Regions from separate parts of the Mus musculus genome. Here region 2 is linked to region 1. Evidence: chromatin contacts called from public promoter capture Hi-C data. All regions are on one chromosome and are shown on one strand. The core of a region is the stretch at or near the end of the contact, and the rest is flanking DNA. Distances in the headings are between cores, read along the strand shown.

Region 1 (2,700 bases), core at 183-2,682:
TCTAAAGTGTAATCTATGGAACTAGACCCTGTCTCCAAAAACAACAAAGGACAGCAAACCCATGTGACGGATTACTTCTCTTTCAGTAGGCCATACTGGCCTTAAACTTGCAGCATTTCTCCAGCCTCAACCTCAAGCTACTACAAGTGAAGGCCCAACACTTAGAAGGCTGAGACAGGAATGTGGAGAGTTTAGGGCTAGCTTGGGCTACGTTGTTCTGTCTCCAGCAATCACAATGTAGAGAATCTGGGGCAGTTTGTGCAGGTGCTGGGCAGGTGAAATAGCACTGTCACTGGGAGAAGTGTATAGCATGTCCCCCAAATTCAACACCGTATAACCCAACATTCCCACTGTGCCCATGCACCAGAAAACCTGGACAAGAGGCTCATGGGCATCCATGTACCCACACGTAGCACGGTTTGCAGTCAAAAGGTAGGCACTTAAAACCAAGTGTGAGACAGTTGAATGGATACACAAAATGGAGTGTGCTGTGGGCACACACAGTATGACTGCTATTGATGAGCCTTAAGGAGGGAGTGAATTCAGCCTGACACAATCTATGATGTGAGGAACCTAGAGAACGCTGTGCTGAGTCAAAGAGTCGGACACAAAAGCACACTTATGGTCCCATACTAGACACTGAGAGTAGTCAAAGTCATAGGCAGAGAACCAGTGTGTGTGCACACATTCACATGAACCCACATGTACGTGTGCACACACAGTCACATAGACCCACATGTACGTGTGCACACACAGTCACATGGACCCATAGGCATGGGAGTGGTATGGTGTGCTTTTCGAAATTTCTCTCCACCTTATTTTTTGAGGCAGGTCCCACTGCAGCTAGGAGCTGGCGGATTCTGCGAGAGTGGCTGGCCAGCGAGCCCTAGAGCTCCTGCCTGCACATGTGCCATGGATGCTGGGATCCAAGCTGAGATCTGCATGCTTACAAGGCAAGCTTATGGACTGTGTCACCGTCCCAGCCCAGAAACTGTCGGCAGTAGACAATACCTTTACGTTTCAGTTCGGAAGGCTGGAGAGGCAGCTCGGCAGTTACTAACACTTGTTCTTGACGAGGACCTGGGTTCAATTCCAGATATCCACATAACGGCCCACACCCACCCATACATTAGTTCCAGGAAATCCAGTGCTCTCTTCCGACCTCCCTGGGTATCAGGCACACACGGTGTGCAAGCACAAGCAGGCAAAATACCCATACACACAGAATAAAATAAACAAATCTACAAAATTTTTAAAGTATTTCAGTTTGCAAAGGTGGGAAGGTTCTGGAGACGGACGGCACGGGTCCGCTGATGTGAAACACTTCCTGCCACAGAACTGGGCCCTTCAAAAGTCTGCAAGGGAGCATGTGCTCTTGTTTACTCTCCCCAGGCATCCTGCACAGTAAGAAGAGTTCCCTTTGTTTCTTAAGAAGGGAAGTCTCTAGAGGTCTCACATGCTGTCTTCCAGTCTTCCAAGTTTCTTTAGCATGACCTTAGCCCCGAGTCAGCTGTGACTCAGCAAAGTTAGAGCAGAGGTGGCCTGAGGGATGGAAATGACATTCCAGACCTTACTGAGGAAAATCAGATATGACGGCCACCCAAAACAGAATGGGGAGCAAGTCAGAGGAACTCACAGAAGCGCAAAGCTGTGTGTGAGACCAAACCAAGCAGCTCCATGTAGTAATTCCTGCTACACAGGCAAACAGTAACCCTCTACCCCAGGGTGAAGGGTTTGTGCTGTGTCAGGTGCTGGGGACAGACCCCAGGGCCTCCCACACACTGGGCAGGTACTGGACCCTGAACTGCATCCCCAGCCCAAAGACTCTGAGTAACTGATTTTAGCAGAAAGTGCTGTTTAAAAGTGTGCACTTAGCTCTCACAAAAGGGTAACCATGACTTCATTCTTCAGAACGCAGCGACAGCTGCAGCTGGTTTTTTTAAAGCTTATGATTATCTCTGGAAGTTATGTAAAATATAGAAATAGTTCACCACAGAGAGCTGGGTAATAAGCAAGAGACTAAAACCTAAAGCTGAGTACAGTGCCGCTCAGCAGTGAAGAACAGTTAAGACCCGGGTCTTAACCTCCAGCAACACAAGACAATAAGATGAAGTGCGAGGCCCTCCTGAGCCTGCTGCTGAGCTCGCCACTGCTGCATGCGAGGGACATGCGAGCACTAAGCCATACATGTTTTAGCCTCCCTATCAGATCTGGCTGAAATAAAATCAAAGGAAGGAAGCAGGGGGGCTGGAAGAATCAGGCACACAACACAGGGATCTTTATAACTGGGCACAGCTGTAACATTCCAACACTGGGGAGGTTGAGGCAAAAGAATCATTGCAAGCTTGAGACCAGGCTGATCACAGCAAGCTCTGTCCCAACCTAACAACAATGATCAAGTATTGTTCAGCCTTACAAAGGGGTGATACAGAACACGGTGAGTGAGCCTTGAAGGTATGATGGTGAAATGAGCTGAATGAAAGGCACAAGCGGGGCTGTGATGGCACAAGCCTTTAATCCCAGCACTTGGGAGGCAGAGGCAGTGGAGCTCTGAGTTCGAGGCCAGCCTGGTCTACAGAGTGAGCTCCAGGACAGCCAGGGCTACACAGAGAAACCCTGTCTCAAAAAACAACAAACGGGGCTGGAGGGATGGCTCAGTGGTTAAGAGCACTGTCTCAGTTTTGGGAAACAAACAACCTT
Region 2 (2,700 bases), core at 19-2,518, 140 kb after region 1:
TGGTGGCTACATGCTGTAGCACCTCAATTTGCCTGATGGCCTCTCTGCGGGTAAAATGGACCACGAGCACCCAGTAGCCAGAGGACAAGTCTTGCAACCTGTGAGGATGGGACAGCAGTGCTGGGCTGAGGCGGGCTGTCTCAGGCAACCAGGTGCCTCACTGTGGCCTGCCTGAGTGAGACAAGCCTCCCTGTGCCCGGCCCCCACAGCACGAGGAGGGGACTGAACTCACCCGTACAGCAGGGCGTGGTCCAGGTGCTCACACAGGCGCTGCAGGACCTTGTCGTGGTTCCGGATGGCAGGGGTCTCGTCCTCACATGCTGCAAAGTAGCTCTGCAGCTGAAAGGAAGACGACAGTGCTGACGAGGAGCGGCTCTGGGTATATGGCGTCCTGGGATGGCCCGTCGAGTCTGCCCTGATCTTGCCCAGGAGGTTTCCGAGGGCAAAGGCTCTCAGGAGGACTTTGTGTAGATAGCCTTGTGAGGGATGGCCAGCTCACAGTGTGTTGGGCACTATGCTTTGGGGCAGGGGGATAGGCTGTGCTTGCAGCCTGGGCATCATACACAGTGGTATCTGTTATCAGACATAGACACACACACACACACACACACACACACACACACACACACAGAGAAAGAGAGAGAGAGAGAGAGAGAGAGAGAGAGAGAGAGAGAGAGAGAGAGAGCCTGTTGGTAATATCTGAAGGCATTTAAAAAAGATTCCCAAACACTTTAAAAAATATCAAAAAAAATATATCATTTATTTAATGTGTAGGCCCTGCTTGGAGCTGCCCTCTGTACACACCAAAGTCTGAGAGGCTGGGTCACCTGCTTTGATGGCTTTCCTGCCAGAGGCTGACATGGACATTAGATGTACCCGAGGAAAATGGCCACATCTAGGTGTGTGCCAGATTTGTGTCAAGCCCCGTGCCAAGAAGGACTCTGTTCCCAGAGCTGGACAGGGGGACAGAGAGAGGGTGGGAGGGAGGGAAAAAGAGAGCCAGGGAGAATGAGAGAAAGAAGGGGAAGAGAGGAAGTCTGAGATCTCAGAGGACTCTGAGCTCTGAAGCACCCCCAGCCCACCAGGATGATAGAGGCCAGGAGCCTGAGATCTATGCAGCCAGAGCAGAGCCCTCTCCTGTCACCTTCCCAGTGGCCCAGATGGAAAATGCAAGAAAAGAGCAGAGATCCCCATACACTGGGGGTGGGTTTAAGCTCCTGGGACCACTCCGCTCTCAAGTGTTTTCTGGAAGCAGCTGCAGTGGCAGATCAGTCACACCAAGAGGCACATGCTCTTGGAGGGAGGCCAACCATTGAACTCCCACAACAAAAATAGCCTCTTCTCTATGACCCGGAACAAGCCCAGCAGCCAGGCTGACTGGGACTGAATTCTCGTTCCGGGTCCATGCTAGGCAAGACACAGCCACTCGAGAGGCTCTGTCGCTGGCTATCCCACCCCTGCAGACCTTTGTCTTCTGTGCTTAGGTCTTTGAGCGTGAAGTTAAGGGTCACCTGTACTACTTCTGGATGGGTGACCCATTTTTTTTCATATTTATTAATGACTTAGCCTCTTTCCATCTGAGCCACAAGCCTTTTCTAGATTATTCTGTGTTGTTGGTCTGCTGTCTATTTCCAAATCAGTCCCCATTTGATTGCCTCCACTTTCCTCAGCCCTTGGACACCGGCAGAAGTTCACTTAGCCCCCACCCTGCTATTCTTTTACAAAACTGTTATTCCAGCCAAAATTTACGTTATACTTATAGGGGGCACATGTGCACATATGGAGGTCAGAGGACAACCTGCTGGTTCTCTCCTTTTATCTTATGGATGCAATCGGGGATCGAACTCAGGTCATCGGGTTTGGTGGCAAGCCCCTCTGCGTGCTCAGCCACTTTACTCACCCCAAGCCATTCTCTCACCATCAAAGTTCATCACCATTCCATTTTGGGTTTTTTTGAAAATTTGTTTTATGTGTACGGGTGTTTTACCTGCATGTACGTTGTGAGCTGCCATGTGGGGGCTGGGGATGCAACCCTGGTCCTCTGGAAGAGCAGCCAATGCTGAGCTATCTCTCCAGCCCCATCTCGGATTTATAATAGAATTATGCTGAACCCAGAGACCAGTCACATGGAGAGTTGATGGTGTTTCACAGTATCCAGTCTGGCCCAGGAACACAGGCCCCATCCCCATTTGCTCAGTCTTCCTTGGGCCCCGTGGGAAATCTGACAGATGTCTTTAGATATGTCCTACACATATTTACACTTTGCAAATATGCAAACATTGCAAAAATACAGGGTTGCAAATCTATACATGATTTCATGACTCAGAACAATCTACAACACAAAACCATTTTTTTTTTTTAAGATTTATTTATTATATATAAGTACACTGTAGCTGTCTTCAGACACTCCAGAAGATGGCATCAGATCTTGTTACAGATGGTTGTGAGCCACCATGTGGTTGCTGGGATTTGAACTCTGGACCTTTGGAAGAGCAGTCGGGTGCTCTTACCCACTGAGCCATCTCACCAGCCCACAAAACCATTTTTTAGGAAAAAAAAAAAAAAAAAAAAAAGCACACACCACGGCTCAGCATCAAAGAGGCTTGCTGCCAAGGCTGACGACCTGAGTTCAAGCCTCCATACCCACAGGGTAGCTGGAGAGAACTGACTCTCCTAAGTTGTTCTTTGAGCTCTAGACAT

The links. Capture Hi-C pulls out chosen DNA fragments and counts their contacts.
Region 2: a contact with region 1 is called in a promoter capture Hi-C map of adipose tissue. The contact joins two enhancer-like sites. A contact is called at or near these places in 2 of 484 Hi-C or Micro-C datasets (embryonic stem cells and nephron progenitors) and 3 of 9 other capture datasets (adipose tissue, embryonic stem cells and pancreatic islet).

What each region holds. Positions count from the first base shown.
Region 1 is chr4:141,499,334-141,502,033 of GRCm38.p6, forward strand. The region is part of intron 3 of Spen (spen family transcription repressor); the gene reads right to left. Among named protein-coding and RNA genes, the nearest start is that of Gm4123, 35 kb to the right of the region's middle. Within about 2 kb of position 1,433, at least 79 of the 459 cell types and tissues checked have an H3K27ac peak or open chromatin away from gene starts, as enhancers often do. A contact at or near this core is called in adipose tissue, where this site is marked.
Region 2 is chr4:141,642,418-141,645,117 of GRCm38.p6, forward strand. Plekhm2 (pleckstrin homology domain containing, family M (with RUN domain) member 2) reads right to left here. Exons shown (of 20, transcript NM_001033150.2): 2 at 233-339; 3 at 1-98. Among named protein-coding and RNA genes, the nearest start is that of Slc25a34, 20 kb to the left of the region's middle. Within about 2 kb of position 1,269, at least 91 of the 459 cell types and tissues checked have an H3K27ac peak or open chromatin away from gene starts, as enhancers often do. A contact at or near this core is called in adipose tissue, where this site is marked.